2 separate regions of the Mus musculus genome follow, and region 1 is linked to region 2. Evidence: chromatin contacts called from public promoter capture Hi-C data. All regions are on one chromosome and are shown on one strand. The core of a region is the stretch at or near the end of the contact, and the rest is flanking DNA. Distances in the headings are between cores, read along the strand shown.

Region 1 (5,666 bases), core at 2,210-4,709, 390 kb before region 2:
CCATAACACTAGGCTGTGATTTAGCCAGGCTCTTGGCCACTTTCAACAGAGACTGTTTCCAGCTCTAATGTTCTGTACGTGTGTCCATCTGAGATACCCACAGAAGCACCTCTAAGTACATGCCCCTTCCAATAACAATTCCTGCACCAAAATCTAGACTTTTCTCATGTGCACCTCAAAATTTCCCATCCTCTTGCTATGATCCGGTTTCACAGACAACTCAGACTTTTAGATATTTATTGTAGTATCGCTGCACTTCCCTGTGCCCAAATCCATGTGCATTTGTCTGTGCCATCCCCAAATCCCACTGCCTGGGTGCTTCCAGCAACAGGCATTTAGCTTCTCACTGTCCTAAAGGTTGAGGGATCCCCCACATTGTGGTGACAGAATCGCCTGTGGCAAAAGCTTCACTGACTACTGGAAGCAGGAGCGCATGTCTTTAGATGGGATCCTATTAGAGAACGTTCCAGAGACTCCAGGAACCCATTCAGTAAACTGTTTTTAAAACCCTGTTCCTAGAGCCACCCTGTAATGGCTGCTCCTGGTTACCAAAGTAAATTCCAGAGTGCCTAGGCATTTAGAAAAACACCTAAGCGTGTCTTTGAGAAATTTTCCAGAGGATTAACTAAGAGGGAAGGCCTGCCCTAAATTGCACTACCCAATAGATAGGGGAACAGAGGGAATAAGGAAAGGAAAACCAGAAAACCCTCTAACAAGGCATAGTCTGTCTGTCTGTCTGTCTGTCTGTCTCTGATTACCACCACCACCATCATCATCACCACCATCCTCATGACATGAACTAATTTGCTCTGCCTTACCTGTGAGCCAGTGAGCAAAACCAACCAGAGAATCCTCCCCTGAGCTGTGTGGCAGACACTTCGTCACAGCAACAAAAGCCCAACACATTTTCTCAACCCCACAATCTGTCTTAGTAAGAGTAATTCAGAGAAACCAAGCCAACATCCATTTGAACCGCACATACACGTGTATACAGCGATCCACACTTTCCTTGTGAAAAAAGGTAGAGATGGGAGGGGGAGGCTCGTGTGGCTATGAAGTTATATAAGCCAGACAGACCCCAGATCTTTATTGTAAGCCAACATACTTAGAGCCAGTGAAGCCCATGGTTTGGTTCCAGGCTGAGTCCAAAGGCCAAAAACCCAGTTCTTATACCAAGACTGGCAGGCTTGCAACCTTGAGGGAGCTTGTGTTTCTGGTTGAGTCCAAGGACAGGAGAAGAGTTGGCATCCCAGCCAAAGGTGTCAGGCAGGATGTTTTCCTTTACTTGGGAAATGTCACTCTGTTGTACCCGTAAGCCCTTCGACTGTTTGGATGTGGCCCATCCACAATTACAGCCTCTTTTGGCTCGTGTCTTGGCAGCCACACTAAACTGCCTAGTGCTCTTTTCTTCTCCGAACTGCATTTTTAAAAAATTATGTTTCCTCCCCCCCTCTTTATTGCCTTTTAAAATTGTAAACCAGTATAAGAGTAATCGGTAGCAACCGTGCCACAGACTCAACATTCTGCTTTCTTGAAATTCATTCCACTAAAGAATTCAGTCAGCGACTTGTTAACACATATTCTCGAGACACAATCATAATGAAGCCAGAGTTTCAACTGACTTAACACACAAACAGCCCCTAGCCCAGGTCCTAAGACTGTCCTTACTTCCCTCTGAAACCTCGTGAGCTGAAACAGTTTGGTCCATGCATGCTTCAACACCCCTGGCTTCTAAGTTTGCACAGAACAGCAAGCTTCTCTTGGCAGCGTCTAATCCAGCCCATAGTTTCAAAGTTTTCCACAAAATAGTCCAAAGGCAGAAAGGCCACATGGTCTGGGTTATGAATAGCAACCCTCCGTCTTGATATAAAGTCCTGCTTTTACGTTTCTGTGGCTATAGTAAAACAGTGTGACCAAACTCGAGTTAGAGGGGGAATAAAAGGCGTATTATTTATAGTTCTAAAGTGGGTACAGCAGTCCAGCATGGAGGGGCCATTGGGAGAGCAGGGAGGGAAGATAGCTCTGCAGGCCATGGTATAGAGGAGATGTATCCAGAGTCTGCTGTGGGCACTGGAGAGATGGATCCGTGGTTAAGAGTGCTTGCTGTTCTTCCAAAGGACCTGTATTCAGATCTCAGCACCTATATCAGGTGGCTCACAACCTCTTGTCACCCCAGCTCCAGAAGATCTGAAACCTTCTCTTGGCCTCCACAGGCACCATATTCGTACATGTATACCCCCCACCTCACAACCGTACACTCAGGCACATAATTACAATTTAAAAAAATGTCTGCTACAGGCTACTAGAGCCTAAACCTACTGGAGAACTCAAAGGACCAGTAGAACTTGCTCCTCAGAGAGACGCAGACTGGGGACGAGGGAGATGGCTTGCTGGCTAAAGGGGTGCCCTGAGGATCAATTTGGAAGGTTTGTTACACCTGACACAGACAAGGCTCTGGGGACCCAGGCTCATCAAGAGTTAGTGTTGGCGCCAGTAGGCTAACCCTGGCTGGATGCTAGAAAAGGTAGGTGGGAAAGGTGAGGGCATGGTGCTGGCCAAAGGGAACCACTCTTTAGCTGGGGAGTTCCCAAATTAGAGAGGGGACAAGGCACCAGAGGCTGGGAAGCTATCTCCAGGGGCAGGGCATTTGCCTAGCGAGCATACAATTCTGGGTTCCATCCCTATCGCTGCGTAAGCCTGGTGTGATGGTGCACACCCTGTAATCCTGGGAGCACCAGAAGTTCAAGGTCTTCCTTGAATTTGAACACAAGGCCTTGTCTTGAAATAAAACAGCACTCGGGAGGCAGAGGCACTCGGGAGGCAGAGGCAGGGGGATTTCTGAGTTCGAGGCCAGCCTGGTCTACAAAGTGAGTTCCAGGACAACCAGGGCTATACAGAGAAACCCTGTCTCGAAAAACAAACAAACAAAAAACAAACAAACAAACAAAACAGGAAGTAAGGAGAGAGGGAGGGAAAAGAGGAGGGGAAAGAAGGAAGGGAGGAAGGAAAGAGAACAAGAGACGACCAATATGTCTTCTGGTTGGATAGCTGTTGGAAGCTTCTCCACCCAGACGCCCTGGGTCCAGCAGCATAGGTCTCTGCTGAGATCATCACCTGAAGAGCAGCTGCCACCCCAAGAGCATCCTATTCTCCTCGTACCCCAGGGATCCTGTGTTGTTTTTAACCTGAGTTTTACAGGAGAAATGGGGCTCAATGAGCCTACACCGTAAGTAAGTTGGATTCAGGGAGGTCCCACAGTGTCCCAGCCTAGGAACCCGGTTCCTGAGCATCCATGGCCCAGAAACAAGTGTTGAAAAGGCCGTGCCTCCCGTTCCTCTCCACATCTCATGAATTAAAAACAATGTTCCTGAGGTCATTTCCATGAGGCTTGAGGGTTGGCTGTGTAAATATTTGGCCTTCGGGGCTCTTCATAGCCAAGCTCCTCGGGGCGCTGACGTTAAACACACCGCAGGAAGAATGCAATTGGCTTCAGGAAGCCCCCAGAGCCGGGCGCTCAGAGGGCGTCTGCTCAGAGTAATGTTTGACAACACAAAGCCCATTTTTCCTATGACTTTTTCTCATTTAAGACAAGAAGGATCGCCCTGCGTTCGCCAGCGTGCATACTCAACCAGTCATTAATACGCAGGCATTTAGAAACATTTGCAATCAGAAAGGTCTGGGTTTTCTCATTGCTTTAAAGAGTCGAGGAGACTTGAGAGTGAGAGCAGGGGATGAGAGTGGGGAGCAAGAGTGGGAGGGGGAAGAGAGAAAAGAGAGAGAAGGGGGTGGGAATAGCTCCAGTGTCCACCGAGGACAATCTCTGTGTGACAACGTGCTCTGTGTCTGTGACAGATAATTCTCATATGAAAAGCCAGACCAGAGACACACTTGTTAAGTGGCTAGGGATGTTTTAGTGTACGCCCAGAAGTTTTCCCTTGGTGCCACGGGGGCTAAGGCTCTGCATGAAAACAACCTCTGGAGTTCCTCTGGGTGGGGGTAGGCTTGGAGGTCTTTAACTTTATTTTTTATTAAGATAATGAGAGATGAATTTCCTGGGGCTGTCCAAAAAGACCCGAATCTTAGTGGTTTAATCATAGTCCCAAAGTTAGGGAGTTTGGAAAGCTGATGCCAAGGTGCTGGCTGGGCTACAGTCTTTCTGAAAGTGCTGGGGGGAGTCCTCCTTGCTTTTGCTGTGGAGGCTGCCAAGCCTTGAATCTTCTTGGCTTGTCCGTGTCTCTGAAGCCATGTCACCATGGTCTCCTGTGCCTGTCTGTGTCCTTCTTATAAAGATACCCTGCATGCTGAATTCGGATACAGATCTGGTATGGAATCACTGTAACCCATCACATCTGTGGTAGTTCTGTTTCCAAATGAAGAGCATCCCAAGGTCCTATGGACCAGGACTTTAGTGTGACTTCTTGCAGGAACTCAGTGCATTGCATAACACTCCAGGATGAGAAAATGGCACTCTGTAGATGGAGGGTGGTGGTAAGGTGCCCATAGCTAGAAAGCTGTGTTTCTGACCAGTCACAGGTTCCTCCCAGATCTAGCAGGGGCCTTGATGGACAGTGTCTTCCCAGGATTCCATCCTTAGGGAGGCTGACACGCCCCACAAAGAAGATGGGTTTCCAGAAGACCTAGGCTAGAGGACCCAGGAGAAGGGTCTGAGGTCAGAGTCAGCCACCCTCACTATTAACCATGAGTCTTAGGGAACGGTCTCTGGGTTTATTGGGAATGAGAGAGAGAATGGAGTCACTCAGGATAACCTGATGGGACAGAGACACATTGAGCATGTGAATGTTGTCCTTTCTGAGGGTGTATCTGAGGCACTAGGTCCCTCACAAAGGCAGGATGAACAGGTCTCCAGCAATAAGCAATGTTGTCCATTCTGTTGGAGGACCACAAGGAGAAGGAGAGCCTGGGATAAAGGCAGGGACAGCATGATCTGAGGGTGACTCGGGCAGAAAGGAAAAGAAACCGTAGATTCCTCAATTAGGGTTCATACACATGATTTTTACGTTACACATGTGTTGTATGAAACATAAAAGAAGTAAGCACCCAGAGCCACCATGAACCTGAGGCAACCAACCACACCCATTTTCCATATTACAAGTTCCATATGCTTAGACCCACATCCTGTGTACCTCCTTCTTATGTGATGTAAAGCGGCCTTTCACTGTGTCCAGTTTTTTTTTTTTTGTTTTGTTTTGTTTTTTACTGTTGTTTATTTTTTATGGATATATGGACCACCTGTGGCCATATGTTCTAAAATACTATGGTGACTGGGAGTGGCGCTATTAGAAGGTGTGTGTGGCCTTATAGGAGGAAGTGTGTCACTATGGGTGTGGGTTTTGAGACCCTCCTCCCAGTCAAGTGGGAGATAGTCTTCTCCTGTTGGCCTTTGGAACAAGAACTCTCAGCTCCTCCACAGCCATGACTGCCTGGATGCTGCCATGCTTCAGGCCATGATGATAATGGACTGAGAACCTGTGAGCCAGCCCCAATTACATGCTGTCCTTTATAAGAATTGCCTTGATCATTCTGTTTCTTACAGCAATTGAAACCCTAACTAAGACACATAGCCATGAGCAGACAGCAACAGGTGGAGCTGGGGTCTGAGGGGCATGTTGAACTTGAAGTGAGGTCCTGGGCCTACCAGGAAATTA
Region 2 (5,591 bases), core at 1,465-3,964:
CCAGCACTCTCCCAGCTGGCCCCTGCCTGACAGCTGCCCCTCCCTCCCAGTAAGGGAGGGCCTGTAAACACCCCTTGTGACAGGAGCTGCCTCCTCTTCCAAGGCTGGCCCCAGGACGGCTAGGGTTGCGGTTTATATAATCTTCAGGGCCAGGGCTGACACAGCTAACGTGAGGGCAAGGTTATGAAAAATACATGCTGAGCCTCTGCTTCCAGAAAAGAAAGGAAAGAAAAAAAAAGAGAGAGATACAAGAGAAAGGTGGAAGGAAGAAAGGGGGTGGAGAAGAGGGAAAGAGAGAGAAAGAAAAAAGGCAGGCCTTTTTTTCCCCCATAATTTTCACTCACACAGCTAACGTGTGAACAAACCAGGCTCTTAGAACACCAGGAGGCTGCTGACAGGGCTTCTTGGCCTTGGCCAGCAGAACACCAAAGACCCACCAATCATCATTCCTGAATCTGAGGAAACCCTTGCAGGCATCTGCAGTTATCACACATACATCTTGCAGGGTACAGGAAAAATGCTAATTTGAGGACAGCTGGGAGCTTCCAAGCCACCTAGAAAAGGGCCTAAAGACAGCCTTCTCTCTCACTACCCTCCAGTCCCTACTGAGCCAGTACAAGTGGGTTCTGTGGACGGACAAGGAGCATGGGCTGACAGAACGAACCTCCACTGACCACTCCAGAGCCTATGTCACCATGGGCACAGCACATACCCAGCCTTGACCTCCAAGATGGCAAGCCTCAACCTGTGTGTGCACAGGTCCAGAAACAGCACCAACAGGCTAGCCATACACGAGGCACATATCCTGCAGGACACCCACACAGAGGGTGACACATACCAGCCACCATCCCCAGGGCTGCCTAAAGCCCTTCATATGAGCAAGGACACACCCAAGGACGCATTTGCGGACAGCCCACCTGCGGGGCAGCGGCGCTCACCTGCAGTTCACACCATGCTACCTCCACCCAGGTCTCCGTGTCCAGCCCCTTGTAGACCGTCTTGAAGGAGCCCCGGCCCAGCTCGATGTCGAACTTGAGGAAGCGGCCGTCCAAAGAGGTGGCCACGGCCTTGAGGTCGTCCTCATCGTCTTCCTCCTCTTCAGGTTCATCCTTGCGTGCGCGCCCGGGCTCCGGCTTTGCCTCGGTGGTTCCAGCGTCCTCCTGTGTTGGGGCCGGCGCCTCTTCCTGCCTCGGGCCGCCGTCGGGGACCTGCGCGGCTGCGGCTGAGGCGGTGGTGGGATCTGGGCTGGGCTCCTGCGTGCCCGCTCGCTCCGGGCCAGGGTCCGAGGGGACACTCGGGGAGCCGGGAGGCGCAGCGGGCGCGGCGGGCGCGGGCGCGGCGGGGCGGCCCCGGGCGCGCTCCGCGATGAGCCGGCGCGTCTTGCAGAGTAGAAGCACCCTGCGCTGCAGAGGCTGTGGGGGCTGCGCGCTCGGCGTCTCGGCCGCCTCCAGGCCCGGCGGCTCCTCCTGGTCCGACTCCACCACGCTGCGCCGCAGGAAGCGCTGGGGCCCGAGCCGCGCCGCCCTCGCCCGCGGCTCCGCCATGCCCGCCGACCCCGTGCCGCGCCCGGCTTCCATCAGCGCGCCGGGGGCGTCTCGGCGGCCGCCATCGCCGTCCATCTCTGCGGGCCAAGGACACACGGACCCTGCGTGAGCGCCAGCCCCGCCGCACCTGCCTGGGCCGCGGGATGAGACAGCGCCGCCTCTGGGCCCGCGCCCTGCCCAGCCCCACCGCAGAAGTGACCTGCCGGGCGGTCCTCTGCGGGCTCCGGGGAGAGGGCTGCAGACCGGACCCCGAGGCGAGGATTGCAAGGGGATGCCCTGCTTCACTCAGCTCCGAGCCGGGAACACGGCCTGTCTCTAGCTGTCCCAGGGACTCCAGGAGGGACGACCTGCTAGGTGTCCCTGAGGGCTCAAAGGAGCTACAGAAGGGCTCGGGAGGCTGGAGAAAGGGGTCAAGGCCAGTACTGGAGCGACCCCGCTAGGCTATCCCGCGAGCGGGTGGGGAAGGGACAGGGAGGCCGGGGTAAAGGGAAGCACCGGACAGGAGCAGGCTCCACAAAGGACGCGGGCCCGGGGCGCGCGGGGAGGGGGCTGCGGCGGCGCGGCGCGCACACAAAGGCGGCGAACGGGAGAGCTCGATACTCACAGGGCGAGCGGGCGCTGTCCATGCCCGCAGCCCGGGGACCCGGGCGAGCGAGGAGGGCGAGGCCGCGCTCCGGGGCCAGAGTCCTCTCTCGGGGCCGCGTCGCGCTGGGGCGGGGTCCTGGCTGCAGCGGGGGTCGCCAGGCCGTTCTGCTCCTACGATGCTGCTCCCTCGGGCCGGGCCGCTGCGGGGCCGCGCTCCCGCGTGCTCCTGCCGGCTCCGCGCGCCTCCGCTCCCGCACCGGCTCCGAACTAGCGCGCGGGGAGGGCGGGGCTTCCGTTCGTCCCACCCTCCCCAAGACCGGAGCGCGGGGCGGGGCCTGACACGCCCACCTGGCTGCGGCTGAGCGCCGCCACCTGCGGGATGCTCCCCATGGCCTCCACCTGCGGCAAGGGTTCCAGGCCGGCGCCTGGCCCTGAAGCTCTTTGGAAGTGGTCCGCTGAACTGTGGGGCCTTGAGGGGCTCTATTTTCCCCGGAGGTGGCAGGCCACAGACAACGTGACTTAGCCAGAGAGCCAAATCCTGGAACCTATGCCAAGACAAAACAGACAACCTCAGGATATCCTAGGTGCCCAAGTATGGTTGCAAAATTGGAGTGTCTTCTGGGCCTTTCTGTACTGCCAGGATATGGGAAAACCTCACTATCATCCACGGACGTTGGTACCAGTAAGCGCTGTGTCCCTCTTTTCCATTAAGCAAATCCAGATCTCAAAGACAGATGTCCTTTTGCCCTGATCAGTAGCGTGGTGGCCCAAGCCTATAATCCCAACACCGGTGGGGGAGGGCTGTGGGGGGCAGAGGATACTTGATCCAGGAGTTGGGTCACGTGGCAATAAAGGAACCAGGAACCGTCTCAAAAATAAATGAAAAAAAAAAATAGAAAGGATTTCTCTGTCCTAAATCTCAGAGGTCCCAAGATGGAAACTGGAAAAGGTTTCCAGAAACCCCTTGACTTACCATATTGATTGCCATCTTTCCCCACCCTCAACCCCCTCAGGAGCTTCTCTCTCCACCCCCTGAGCTACTCAATTACCCCAGACAAGCCCTTGCCCCGGGCATCTCTGAACCTGACTGCAAGGGTCACAGAAGACTGACCTGATTTCTGAGCCCATGCCAGGCACCTGCACCTGGGCTCACCAGTTGTGATGCACATCATTGGGGTCACTTCACCTGAAGAAAACAGCGCAAAGGAAGTTACCAGCATGTTCTGATCTCTTTGCTCATCCTGATGGTATGGCACCCTGTCAAAGATGCAAGTTACAAATGTGAACCGATGGCCAGCGGCTGCTGGCCTTAGAGCCTTTGACACCAGCAACTCATAAGACAGAAAAGCCAACAGAGGCAACACATCCTTCACGATTAAAGGGAAGCAAATGCAGACAGAGCTGTTACCCAGTGACAGGGTTTCCCTGGCCCTGCTAGGGGCTGTCAGTGGATGCTGATACCAGTCAAAAGTAACTTTAAAAGGCTGATGTTCAAGTCACTTCCTAGCTGAGTTGGGTGGTAGCACACTGTCTCCTTAAAGGGGGAATGCTGGGACTACTTACGTTATGAAAACTGAGAGCCATGAAGTTAGGACTCCAACATATACCCCAGAGACCCAGGGGTTAAATTGTGTACTTGTCACTGGACTGGGCATTTGCCAGATGCCTGTTAATTTATATTATCTCATTTCTCATCTACCTTGGGAGTCAGGCATGAACGTAAAGCCCACTCAACCAGAAGCAGAGCGCAGGTGCCAGCTCTGTGGGTCTGAGTGTCTCTGGAGATGGGGATCCAAGCTGCACCTCCCAAGCTGGGGCAGAATGTGGGTGAGGACCATTACAACTTCACTAAGGAGGCTAAAGACCCCACCCAGTATTGCCTCTCCTAACCTGAGCCTGTAGAATGTAATTTCTCTTGGACAGGGTTTATCCAGCAAAGGCCCTCTGGGTCCTGGCACGTATATGGAAGCTATAATAGGCAGGGCCTGTGTAAGAGAAATCATGACAGAAGAGTCTCAGCATGCTAGTCTGACTGTCTCCCAACAGGACACAGTGACAGCCTGTGGCATATACCTGCTGAGTGACTAGTGATGAAAGCAGCCAGTCACTTACAACACCTAATCGAAGTGTGGTGGTGCATACCTATAACCCTATCACTCAGGAGGCAGAGGCCAGCCTGGGCTACCCAGTGAGACCTCAGCCATACCTACAGCTATTGCCCACACACATTCACACATGTTTGTGAAGAATTATGACCCTACCCACAAAACTGGGCACAGTCCAGGCTGAGACAGATCTCGGAGAGCCTGTGTCTGACTGGGCACCATGTTCTTTGTAACTAACTCCCTGGGTGTGTTTTCCCACAGCCCCACTTGCATAACCTATGGTGAACTCGCTCCCTATGCCAGCCCTTGGAGTCCACAGCTATGAAACTACCGGATAAGGCCATTGATCTCTTTGCAAGGAATCTCAGACTAGTATCACTAACAGGCCCTTGGAATTCCAACAGATGGAAACAAGGACTCCTTGGTATAGAATTTAGCAGCCAGGGACCCACTCTGTACCCTTCTTCAGGTCCCCGGACATCTCTGAGTCTGTCACCCTGATCCTAAACACTTCCCACTGCATGGCTAGATTTCCTAAGGCTCGCAAGCCAAGGCTGTGGGAGGATACTCTGCAAAAGCAACAACCCAAGGGCCTAGATGCAGCATCCTCTTCTGATGCTCAAGAGAACTGTATCCAAGGTTAACCTCCACTTGGAGATGAGGATGCAGAGGGTGAATCCAGGCAGCATTCCACCTTTAGTGGTTGCTCAAGATCCAAAAAAAGGAGGATAGTGACTCCTCTCTGCAGTTCTCATCTTAGCCTCCTCAGCCCTTCAGGTGACAAGACTCACCAAGGTCAGACACCTGAAGGGACATCTGCTCCATGCAGAGGACATGCAATTGGCTCACCTATGGATGGGTACAGCAGTCATGTCCTACTATCTCAGCACACAGTAAGTGCTCAACAGACATCGAGGAAAGGAAGGCAGATAGGAGGACAGGCCGGTCCTGCTGGCTAATGCCAGAGCCCACAAGGCCTTAATTAAAAAGAGGTGTCAGTATTGCCAGGGGAAAGCCTCACCAACCCCCAGGTACTGCTGTCAGGCACAGGTCTCAGCTTGCAGGTGTGCAGGCCTATCTAGAATTCAGGTCTAACACAGCCAGTTCTCATCACTAGTTTTCCCTGGGCCCACCTGGGAAGTTGGGACAGGTGAATGGAAGACACCCACCCTGGTAGTTGCAGCACATGAATGGGGATAGTTCTGGACAAGTGGCCTGCCCGGGGGGGGGGGGGGTCACAGGAAGCCCTCCCTGAGATCTGAGGAAGGATAAGGCAGGACAACCCACATTGTGTGGCCCAAGGCAGGAACAGTTAGGGGACAGAGCCTCAGTCCTGGAGGCGATGGCTGGGGCATGT

The links. Promoter capture Hi-C pulls out the DNA fragments that hold promoters and counts their contacts.
Region 1: a contact with region 2 is called in a promoter capture Hi-C map of embryonic stem cells, with 2.9 times the contacts expected there. The contact joins the enhancer-like site here to the promoter of Wnk2 in region 2. A contact is called at or near these places in 8 of 39 promoter capture datasets (the 3T3-L1 cell line, 3T3-L1-derived adipocytes, the C10 cell line and 4 more) and 1 of 9 other capture datasets (embryonic stem cells).

The regions. Positions count from the first base shown.
Region 1 is chr13:48,753,467-48,759,132 of GRCm38.p6, forward strand. No RefSeq gene overlaps it. Among named protein-coding and RNA genes, the nearest start is that of Gm36784, 48 kb to the left of the region's middle. Within about 2 kb of position 3,460, at least 3 of the 459 cell types and tissues checked have an H3K27ac peak or open chromatin away from gene starts, as enhancers often do.
Region 2 is chr13:49,145,614-49,151,204 of GRCm38.p6, forward strand. It overlaps Wnk2 (WNK lysine deficient protein kinase 2), which reads right to left and starts at 2,715. Exons shown (of 30, transcript NM_001290313.1): 1 at 2,149-2,715; 2 at 939-1,621. The coding sequence starts at 1,619.